Regions from separate parts of the Sus scrofa genome. Here regions 2 and 3 are each linked to region 1. A link is a contact called in public HiChIP or PLAC-seq and promoter capture Hi-C data. All regions are on one chromosome and are shown on one strand. The core of a region is the stretch at or near the end of the contact, and the rest is flanking DNA. Distances in the headings are between cores, read along the strand shown.

Region 1 (3,236 bases), core at 240-2,739:
GCAGTTAAGGCTAAACCACTAAAAAAGTGATAGTAATGTGCCTTCACAAGCCAAAACTTTACTCAAGCAGGACAAACTTGTTTTTTAAAAATATATATCTTGTTCTACCCTCAACAGCCGAAAGGTGTTAACCCAAATGTCCAGCAACAAAATGGAGAAGCAAAATTATTACCCATACAATGGAGTATTCAGGAACGAGTACCCATAAACATGGACAAAACGTGAAAGCATGCTAAGTTATAGATATCAGACAAAAAAAATACACGTAATACCATCCCATGTATGTGAAATATCCGAAACGGGTAAATCCAGAGACAGATTAGTAGCTACCAGGGGCTGCGGGAGAGAAAGGGGCAGGCCAAAAGGGTAGTGGCTGCTTAACAGTACAGGTCACCTTAGTGGGTATAATAAAATGCTTTAAAACTAGATAGAGGTGATAGTTACACAACATTGTGAAGGTATCGAATGCTTCTGAATCGTGCACTTTAAAATGAATGTTACATTAACTCCACCTCATGGGGAAAAAAATAGATTATTTGTTGTGCAAGAACTTAAGGCACTTTAGTTTACATTTGAAAAACCTTCAATACTAATAAAGCCGCCTCAGCAACGAATCTAATCAACTTGTAGATTACATACGAAAAGCAGCCTGTCCAAAAACTCAGCTTAAGGGCTTTTCATAAACACGTTATCCAATTAAAAAAAAAAAAAATACCCGCCCAGACACATCCTATTTGTGTGACCCCGCCCTGTGCCCAGAAGTTCCGAGACCAAACCCATTGTTGGTGAATTAATCTTTCCCAAAAACTTTACCCTGACCAGTTTTAATGCGAAGCAGCTATAAGAACAATACAGCTCAAGAAAGATCAGCTTAAAAAAAAATAGTTATTGGATTCAGGCTGTAAAAAGTGAAGTTAAAGTAACACGAAAATGAAAGAAAGTAGAGAAATCCTCAAATATGGATCGAAGGGTCCAGTCTTGAGTAGTGACTTGAAGAAAAAAAATCCTAAGCCGCTACTTAAGGAAACGTGGGCAAAAAGAAAAAAAAGGCGCCATAAATTGAATGGCCGCGATCTAGAGTACAACCGATTACCGATACCCCCTTTGCCTCAACTCGAGCAATCTCACTTCCCGATTCAGCCCCCCAGGGAAGGGTTATAAGCACCTCCACTTGGAAGCCTGGGTGCCTGCTCCGGGGGGCCGGGAGCCCCCTCCACCGCCCCGTGTTGAACGTCACAAAATGGCGGCAGCGTCTCTTTGTCTCAATCTGGCGCCGCCATTGGGCCTGGCCCCACCTCGGTCCTGTTAAGGCCCATTTCCCACCTCATTCCTTTAGTCGCTGGGTCTCTTACCGAGATCTTAGATTAGAAATGCGAAGACTCAAATCCACGCACCCGCGGCTGTCTCTTCCCACTCCCCTCCCGCCTGGCTCCAGCAGATACTCTCCCCGATCCGGCGTCCACGAAATGGCGGACCAACACCGTCTCCTCGCCTGTATTTATAAGCCATCCTGGAGTCACATGATTGGACGGGTTCGCCCAATGAGAGGCGAAGAAGACCGTGACGTAATGGCCACAAACGCTGCGAGAACCGCGGTTGCTGAGAGCCTTCTCTGGTTGTGCTGCCTCGTCGGTGGAGACGCGCGCAGCCGTCGTGCCTCAGGGCCAGAGCTCCCTCGGTGTAATTCTCCTGTTGCCGAGTTCTCCTCAGTCACCTCTCCCTCATCTCCAAATAGCCTATTAATAGGGATTTAATAACATCATCGCCGGTCACACCCAAACACTGATAGAGCCTTTTGCACCCAATAAGATTACAGTATAAAATGAGTTCATTAATTACTGCTCCGCATGAGCGGTTAGGCAGGAACTGAGACCATCACGTTTACAAACGTGCTTCGGAGTTGCTCCCAAGGTCACGGGGCTGTTTGTGAACCCGCTGTCACCACACTGTGCCCCTCCGGGTCCCACACTTGGGGAAAAGCCCAGTCACGGAAAGTCGGCCCAACTCTGGCTGGTCTGCCACCTCTCACCCAAACTGCACGATTTGGCAGAGACGATGGCGTCATCATTTTGGACTCTTGAAATGTTTAATAGAAACTCAAAGGCAAATGAGACGGGTCAGGCCATCCAGAAAGTATCGCATTTAGTAACAGTATAAAAGGAAGTTCCTGAGGAGATTGAATTCGGCACCCCTCTCCTCCGCAACGAATACCAGTCTGTCTTCTGGCAAAGGCTGTTGTACTGACCGGGGCTCAGAGGTGGGGGGTCTATGGTTCACTAACACCTTCCTCTCTGCTTTCCACTTCCTCTGAAAAGAACTGAGCCACGAAATTAACTATTGGGAGAGAAATACCAATGGTTTGTTAGAAAAATCACCAAGATCTTCCTCTCTGGAACAGTGAGTTCAGCTAAGAGGGTTGCCTGGTTTCCTCCCCTTTCAGTGGAGTCTGACTTACTAACGTATCTAAATCTGCTCTCAAGAAAAATAATAACTTGTATTTTTCCACCAGTAGCTGAAAGATATGCCAAACATTCACTGCTTTCCTTTTCCCAGATATTCTCTTATTGTGGCTCTAAGAAGTTTATCTATCCATGTGGGGTGGAGACACGACTTACTGTTTCTGAGTTTTCACACCTGTAAAAAACGAGGATTTCATACTGGCAAGGGAAGAGGGAGAATGGAAACTACATTTGTTGAGCCAAGCCCTGAGCTGGTCTTACCTGGGTTTTTCCCAGGTAGGAATTCTAGCAAAGCTTTTCTCTTCCTCTTCTTTCCTTCTCTAAATGTTTTTCTATTCTGGCTTACTTCTATTTGCTTTGATTTGCTCCTCTCTTCCTGTGTAAGCTTTTCTCCTCTTTTTATTTCCTTCTATCAAAGCAAAGCCATTGAAGTCAGACAGTCCTATATTTGGACCCACAGTACTGCTGCTACTTACTGCTAAAGTGTCTGGAGAAATATCCCTTACCATCTCAATATTAGTTTCCTCTCTGTAAAATGGGTAACTACACCAAGCCTTGCAGGGTTGTTACATGCAGTCTCCCCACTTACAGGAACTTCAACTTTGTTTGTCTTTTTGTATTTTCTAGGGCTGCACTTGTGGCATAGGGAGGGTCCCAGGCTAGGGGTCTAATCAGAGCTGTAGGCTGCTGGCCTTCGCCAGAGCCACAGCAACATGGGATCCGAGCTGTGTTTGCCACCTACACCACAGCTCATGGCAACACTGGATCCTTAACCCA
Region 2 (3,445 bases), core at 579-3,078, 140 kb after region 1:
TTAAAAAAATAAAAACACAATTACCATATGACCCAGTAATTCCACTCCTGGTTGTATATCTAAAAAAACCCAAATCACTAATTCAAAAAGATACATGCCCTAATGTTCATAGCAGCATTATTTACAATTCCCAGGACAAAGAAGTAACATAAACGGCTAAAAAAAGAGGTGATACACATACAAAATGGACTACTACTCAACTATAAAAAAAGAACGAAACTTTACCATTTGCAGCAACATGGATGCACTTGGAGGGCAGTATGCTAAGTGAAAGAATTCTGACACAGAAAGACAAATACTGTGTATCACTTATATGTGAAATTAAACAACAACAACAACAACAAACCAGTGAATAGCACAAAAAAGAAGCAGACTCACAAATATAGAGAAAAAAACTAGTGGTGGTGGTGGAGTAATACAGGGGAGGGGGAAAGGAGGTACAAACTATTGGGTATAAGATAGGCTGAAGGATGCATTGTATAACACCAGGAATACAGCCAATATTTTGTAATAACTGCAAATGGAAAGTGACCTTTAAAAATTGTATAAAATTTTTTTAAATTATTTTTAAAATTTCTGGGAGGGGTTTTGGCATTTTTAAGGCACAAACTTATTTTGAGAACTACTGTCCCAGAATCGAGGTGGGGGGTGGGGTGGGTGGAAGTGTCAGGCACCAGGACGCGTTGAGGGTGAAGTTCTTTGACTCCGATTCATCATATTCAACTGCTGTAACTACAACACTTTGTTTGGGGGAACATTAAAAAAAACCCTTAAATTCTCAGGTAACAGCTGCAGATAGCTGTTTAACAGCTACTAAGGGAACAATTAAAAGGGCCTGAAAAACGCATTTTCATAAACTGGTTAACCAGTTCCTCACAGCCTTGTTTATCTTGTTAGTTTGTTCACTGGTTTCTCGATTAAAAATCAGTAGGTTCAATCCAGGAATTTTCAGAAAGAATCACAAACTCCAAAATAGATTTTTTCAATAGAGCAAAACTAGGCTTGTAAACCTGAAGACACTGAACGCTATACAAAGCAAGGTTTTATTTAAAAGAAAATTACCGGTTCAGGCTCCCCCAGCGCTTTCACACTCAGAGGCACTGATGAAAGCTAGCAATTTGTGGGTGGCAGAGAAGACATACTTCGAAGCAGGGGCGCAAAAAGTGTGCACTCTCCGCTCCAGAGTTTGGGAAAAAGTCTGACCAACTACCTAATTTTTAATGAATTCAATTAGTTGCTAGAAAAGAACGCGTCTGCAAACGTTTTATCCATTTACACGGCAGGGCTCATCATTTTTCTTCTTTGGGGATAAAAACACCAAAAGGCCTGCAGAAAAGTCAAGTTGATACTTTAGTCGTCCCCACGACGGTGCTATTTCCACATAAATCGACTCCCTTCTGCCCCCCAAAAACAGGCTTTACCCTCAGCAAGGAAACCAGCGGCCGCAACTCCTTTGCCAACGTTTTTCCTCGAGATGACCGTAGCCCCGCGGCCTTTCAACTGGAGGTCCGACCCGGCGCCGGCCACCCGAGCGGCGCCCGGAGGAGATGGCTCCCCAGCCCCCGACAGGAAAGCACCTTTTGGGGCCAGGCCCGCTGCCACACCGGGTCTTCGCCTCCAACCTGTCCCGCGCCTCGACTTACCTGACGCTCCCTGCCGCGCTCTCGCGCTCGGGGCCCGAATCCACCCGGGAGGCGCGCGCACCCGGCGCCGCGAGCAGTCGCCGCGGGGACCGGTAGTGCCGCAGCGGCGCGCGCCCCCGCCTCGGCCCGCGCGGCCACGCGGCTGAGTAACCCAGCACTTCACGTTAAGAGTCCCCCTCGGCGCGCAGGGCACGCCGGGAAGGTCGGGCTCGGGCCCGCCCGCTGGGCCACACGCAGTAGGGGGTCCCGTTTCATCCCGCGCAAGCCCTGCAGTGCGGTCGTTCTCACTCCGTCACTACCAGGGTAGATTGGTTTCCGAGCTGCGGATACCCTCTTTCAATTATTAAAGATATAAAACGGAAAAGTTAGTAGTTACCTGAATTGTGAAATAAGCTCGCACAGCCCTGGGACAGCTAGTGCTTTTAGAAAATTGTGGAGGCCAGATCTTTGCATACTTTTGGTGGAGGAGACGGCAAGAATGATGGAGTTCCTTTAACACGTTTTGCTTGGAAGCCCGTATCTGCATAGGCATTCTGACCGAAAGGAGGGCGGGAAATGCCCACGTTCTCCCCCTAACCTTGAGTTTAATGAAACTACATACCATAGCAAATAAAGCAGAATTACAAATTTTTAATCAACCTGAAGCAAATTAGTGGGAAATTGGCCGTGCTACGAGTAAAATATTTCAACACTCAAAAAACCTGGAGTTCCCTTTGTGGCTCAGAGGACATGAACCTGACTACTATCCATGAGGATGCAGGTTCTATCCCTGGCCTCGCTCAGTGGGTTGAGGATCCTGCATTGCGGTGAGCGCTGGCCAGCAGCTACAGTTTCCATTTGACCCCTAGCCTGGGACCCTCCATATGCCACGTGTGCGGCCCTAAAAACACAAAAGACAAAACAAAAAAAATCTGTATATAGTCCATGACCTAAAAAGCATGAAAAGAAAGAAATAGCATCAGTCCTTTTTGTCATTTCTTCTGTTTTTTGTACTTCACAGCAGGAAACGAATCCGACTAGGAATCATGAAGTTGCGGGTTCGATCCCTGGCCTCGCTCAGTTTTGCTCAGCTGGTTAAAGATCTGACATTGCCCTGAGCTGTGGTGTAGGTCGCATACGCGGCTCGGATCCCGAGTTACTGTGGCTCTGGCATAGACCGGTGGCTACAGCTCCGATTAAACCCCTAGCCTGGGAACCTCCATATGCCTTTTTAGGGTGTGGCCCCAAAAAGACATAAATAAATAAATAATAAAAGTTATGAAATTTAAATAAAAAGCTATATTGATTATGCAAACTATTCAAAACCTATTAAGTTAATAACAGTGTTTTGAGTCAACTTTTTTATGTAAGTCTAGCAATTAATGTGGGGCTAATGAGGATTAGCATTGAAATGGAAGAAATATGAGCAAATATCTCATTCCAGTAGGTTGCAAATGGTTGTGGGATACTTGTACAGCAAAATTGCCTCATTAAAGGCAACAACTTTAATTTCAAAAACAAGCTATAAACTTGATCATTATAATTTGATCTTAGAGCTATAGAGGGCATTCCCAGTTCCTATTCTCTCACTTCACTTATAATGATTGTAAGGACCTGGTACTGTGTTTGAATAAGGATGGGCTAGCTTATTACGCTCCATTAGTCACCTGTAGGCAGTGATTCTACAAGGCTGCTCACCTTCAAGTGGGTAACTCAGCATTCCCGGCTGCTTCCACCTCTGGCTCTGTCAACCCATCATGGATTGTGGAAGAACTAGACTGCAGAATCCAGCAAGGGCTTTTCTTTGCCTCCTCTAGCTGTGG
Region 3 (3,188 bases), core at 361-2,860, 180 kb after region 1:
GCTGCTGATGCCCAAGATGGGAATACCCGTCCATAGGAACGCTTCCCAAGGTGGTGTGGAGGATATGGACATTATGGAACTGACCAAGATGGTCTTCCAATTCATAGAGCAGCCCCAGAAGCTTGTTTATGGCACTGATTGAATTAATATTTATGCTGAAGTTCTAATTTTGGATTATTTTATTTTTTATTTTATTTCATTTTTGCTTTTCAGGGCCACACTCATGGCATATGGAGGTTCCAGGCTAGGGGTCAAATTTGAGCCACAGACACAGCAACACGGATCCGAGTCACGTCTGCGACCCACACCACAGCTCACAGAGATGTGGGATCTTTAACCCACTGAGCGAGGCCAGGGATCGAACCTGCAACCTCATGGTTCCTGGTCGGATTCATTTCTGCTGTGCCACAACGGAAACTCCTGGATTATTTTTTTTACGGCTGCACCCAAAGTATATGGGCAGTCCCACACCAGGGACTGAATCTGAGCTGCAGCTTTGGCAACGCCAGATCCTTTAACCCGCTGCGTGGGCCAATGGGCCAAGCTTCCGCGGCAACCCCAGATGCCAGAGTTCATTTTTTTTTTTTTTTTTGCCATTTCTTGGACCACTCCCCACGGCACATGGAGGTTCCCAGGATAAGGGTCAAATCAGAGCTGTTCCCAGAATAAGGGTCAAATCTCCGCCGGCCTACGCCAGAGCCACAGCAACACAGGATCCAAGCCGCATCTGCAACCTACACCACAGATCACAGCAATGCTGGATCCTTAACCCACTGAGCAAGGCCAGGGATCGAACCCGCAACCGCATGGTCCCTAGTTGGATTCATTAACCACTGAGCCACGACGGGAACTCCTAGAGTTCGTATTCTTAACTCACTGTGCCATGGCAGGAATGCCTGTTGTTGGTTTTTTTGTTTAAACTTCTCTCTTCTTTTAAACAGGATTTTCAACAGGAAGGCAGAGCTCTCCTGGCTCAGTTTGTCTTAGTTTTTGCTGAAGGCGTGCACGTGTTACTGCGCTTTCTCTGGAATAACCATTTGATGTGAAAGGAATGTAAATGTCGTTCTATCCTCCAAGGAAACAGGAATCTCACTGGAGCAGGTGGGAGGAAGCCCCTCACCTGCCTCTTCACCGTTGTTGCTTTGTGCCCACTTTGTTGGAGAACTGTGGACCCACTGGCCATTCGTCTGTTCAGAACAACCATGGATGAGATGTCTGACCAAGGAACCCAGGAGACTTTAAACACGTCACGCCAGTGCTGTGGATAGTCCCGGTGCTCCTCCGAAGGAAGCCTTGACCATTTCCTTCCATGAGTGAAACTGAACCCCAAGCCCAAACCAGAGGTCACAGAAATGGGTGCTTCCTCCTGGGCCCCTCCCTGGGTCCCGGGCCCTGTTGGCCCCACTGCCGCCCGCCTGTGAACAGATCTGCAGTGCCCCGTCTTTTTACCTTTCTGTCTACCTCATATTCCCTCCCTCCCCTCTTTGAGAAGTCTGTTAAGAAAGTTTATTGTTATAAATTATAAGTTCTGTATATGCATTCTGAGTTCTTTGTAGGAAAAGTGTTATTTAAAACTAATAATTTTTAAGATGAAATAAACACGGTTATTTTATTGAGCATGAAACACCTATGCACGTTTCTTTGTGAAGCAGGGATTCCACTTGTTTCTGCTCATATGAGTTCGTAATTTTGTAGAGTCTGATCAAACTCTACAAAGGGAAATGTCCTTCCAAAGGAAAATGTCCCTAATTTTTTAGTCTGTCTCAGGCAATGCCTATCATCACTTAGGTTTTGGCTTCCTAGTGGGGAATAGAACCTAAAATGTCTTTCTTATTTATTTTTTCCCCTTTGGAATAGGTATTTATTTATTCACATGGTTAAAAAAAATCAAAGCCATATCAAAAGGTTTACAATGAAAACCTTTGCTCTTATTTTCTATCCTGAATCCCAGTTACATTTATCATGTATTACATATCCTTTCAGTTTCTTTGTACAAATACCAGTACTGTACATGGTGTGTATCTATATTATTTACACACACACAAGGAAGCATGTAATATACACTGTTCTGTACCTTCATTTTTTGCTTCACATGGTGCTCAGGCACTATGCTAGTTGTCTCACAAATGTTAACCCATTCACTCTTCCTAAGGACCTTATGAGATAGGTTTTATTATTAGCTCTATTTTACTGTTAAGGAAACTGAGGCAGTAGTTAGTAGAGAGAGGCAGTGCATCGGTTAACTGAGTTGCTCAAGGGCACGTGGCTGGTAAGTGGCATAGCTGGGTTTCCAAGGCAGGCAGGCAACTGTCCTCAGGGTCTAGGTTCTTAACCGCTCTGCCACGTTGCCTCTTGGAGAGCTTGCCACGATTCGCAGAAAGCGCCCTCAGACAACACACAGGATTCTGTTAAATGGATGTAGCAGAATTTGTCTCATCAGCCCCCTGATGCCTGGGTTGCTTCTAATCATTTGGTATTAGAAGCCATACGGAAAAAAATAACCACGTACATTTTGGATATGTGTGGGTGTATGTGTCGAATACTTTTCCAGCATTGGGACTGCTGGTGAAGGGGAAATACATCTGTGACGTTGCTAGGCCTGCCTCGCTGGCCTCCGTGGGACCGCATCACTTTACATGCCTGGTGTTCTCTGTTCCCCTCAGCCTCTCCAGCAGCTTATGCTACGAGACTTTTCTTTTCCAAGCTAAAGGATTAAAAATATCTCAGAATAACTTAAATTTTCCCTCCCTCCCTCTCTGTTTCTCTGTTTTCTTCTTTCTTTCTTGCTGAACTCGCAGCATGTCGAAGTTTCCAGGCCAGAGATCAAGCCCTCGCCAGAGCAGTGACCCAAGCTGCTGCAGTGACAACACGGGATCCTTAATCCACTGCTACAAGAGAACTCCTCTGGTCTTGTTCTCATTGATTTCCAGAAGCTCATGCTTTAGCAGTGCTAAGCCGACAGCATCTACACTTTCAAGAGTCTGGGCAAGTTATTAAGGCTTCTTGCTTTCTTATCTTCCCCATGTATTGGTTTGCTTTAGTGCTTACAACCTTTCTCAGCTTCCTCTCAAGGCAGAGGGAGCTGAGACAGGTGTGTGTGTGGGGGGGGGGGGGAGGTGGGGGGTGGATAGGCGGGTGGGCACCACACCAGAGCAGCCAGAGGCCTGAGGAAAGGTGTCAGTCAGATG

Evidence for each region. Promoter capture Hi-C pulls out the DNA fragments that hold promoters and counts their contacts. HiChIP or PLAC-seq counts read pairs in DNA pulled down with a chosen protein or histone mark.
Region 2: a promoter capture Hi-C map of fetal liver shows a contact between it and region 1, with 3 times the contacts expected there. The contact joins the promoter of KCTD20 here to the promoter of SRSF3 in region 1. A contact is called at or near these places in 3 of 5 promoter capture datasets (fetal liver, fetal skeletal muscle and liver), 2 of 47 Hi-C or Micro-C datasets (embryonic fibroblasts and skeletal muscle) and 1 of 2 datasets of contacts at active chromatin or transcription factors (alveolar macrophages).
Region 3: an H3K27ac HiChIP or PLAC-seq map of alveolar macrophages shows a contact between it and region 1. The contact joins the promoter of ETV7 here to the promoter of SRSF3 in region 1. A contact is called at or near these places in 1 of 5 promoter capture datasets (fetal liver) and 2 of 2 datasets of contacts at active chromatin or transcription factors (alveolar macrophages and skeletal muscle).

The regions. Positions count from the first base shown.
Region 1 is chr7:32,287,717-32,290,952 of Sscrofa11.1, reverse strand. It overlaps SRSF3 (serine/arginine-rich splicing factor 3), which reads right to left and starts at 1,489. Exons shown (of 6, transcript XM_021098646.1): 1 at 1,353-1,489.
Region 2 is chr7:32,144,427-32,147,871 of Sscrofa11.1, reverse strand. KCTD20 (BTB/POZ domain-containing protein KCTD20) reads right to left here and starts at 1,828. Exons shown (of 8, transcript XM_005665921.3): 1 at 1,644-1,828.
Region 3 is chr7:32,108,388-32,111,575 of Sscrofa11.1, reverse strand. ETV7 (transcription factor ETV7) reads left to right here and starts at 1,610. Exons shown (of 5, transcript XR_002345688.1): 1 at 1,610-3,188. It overlaps PXT1 (peroxisomal testis-specific protein 1), which reads left to right. Exons shown (of 4, transcript XM_013977855.2): 4 at 942-1,188. The coding sequence ends at 1,046. LOC106504396 (a long non-coding RNA gene) reads right to left here. Exons shown (of 6, transcript XR_001297833.2): 6 at 1,543-3,188.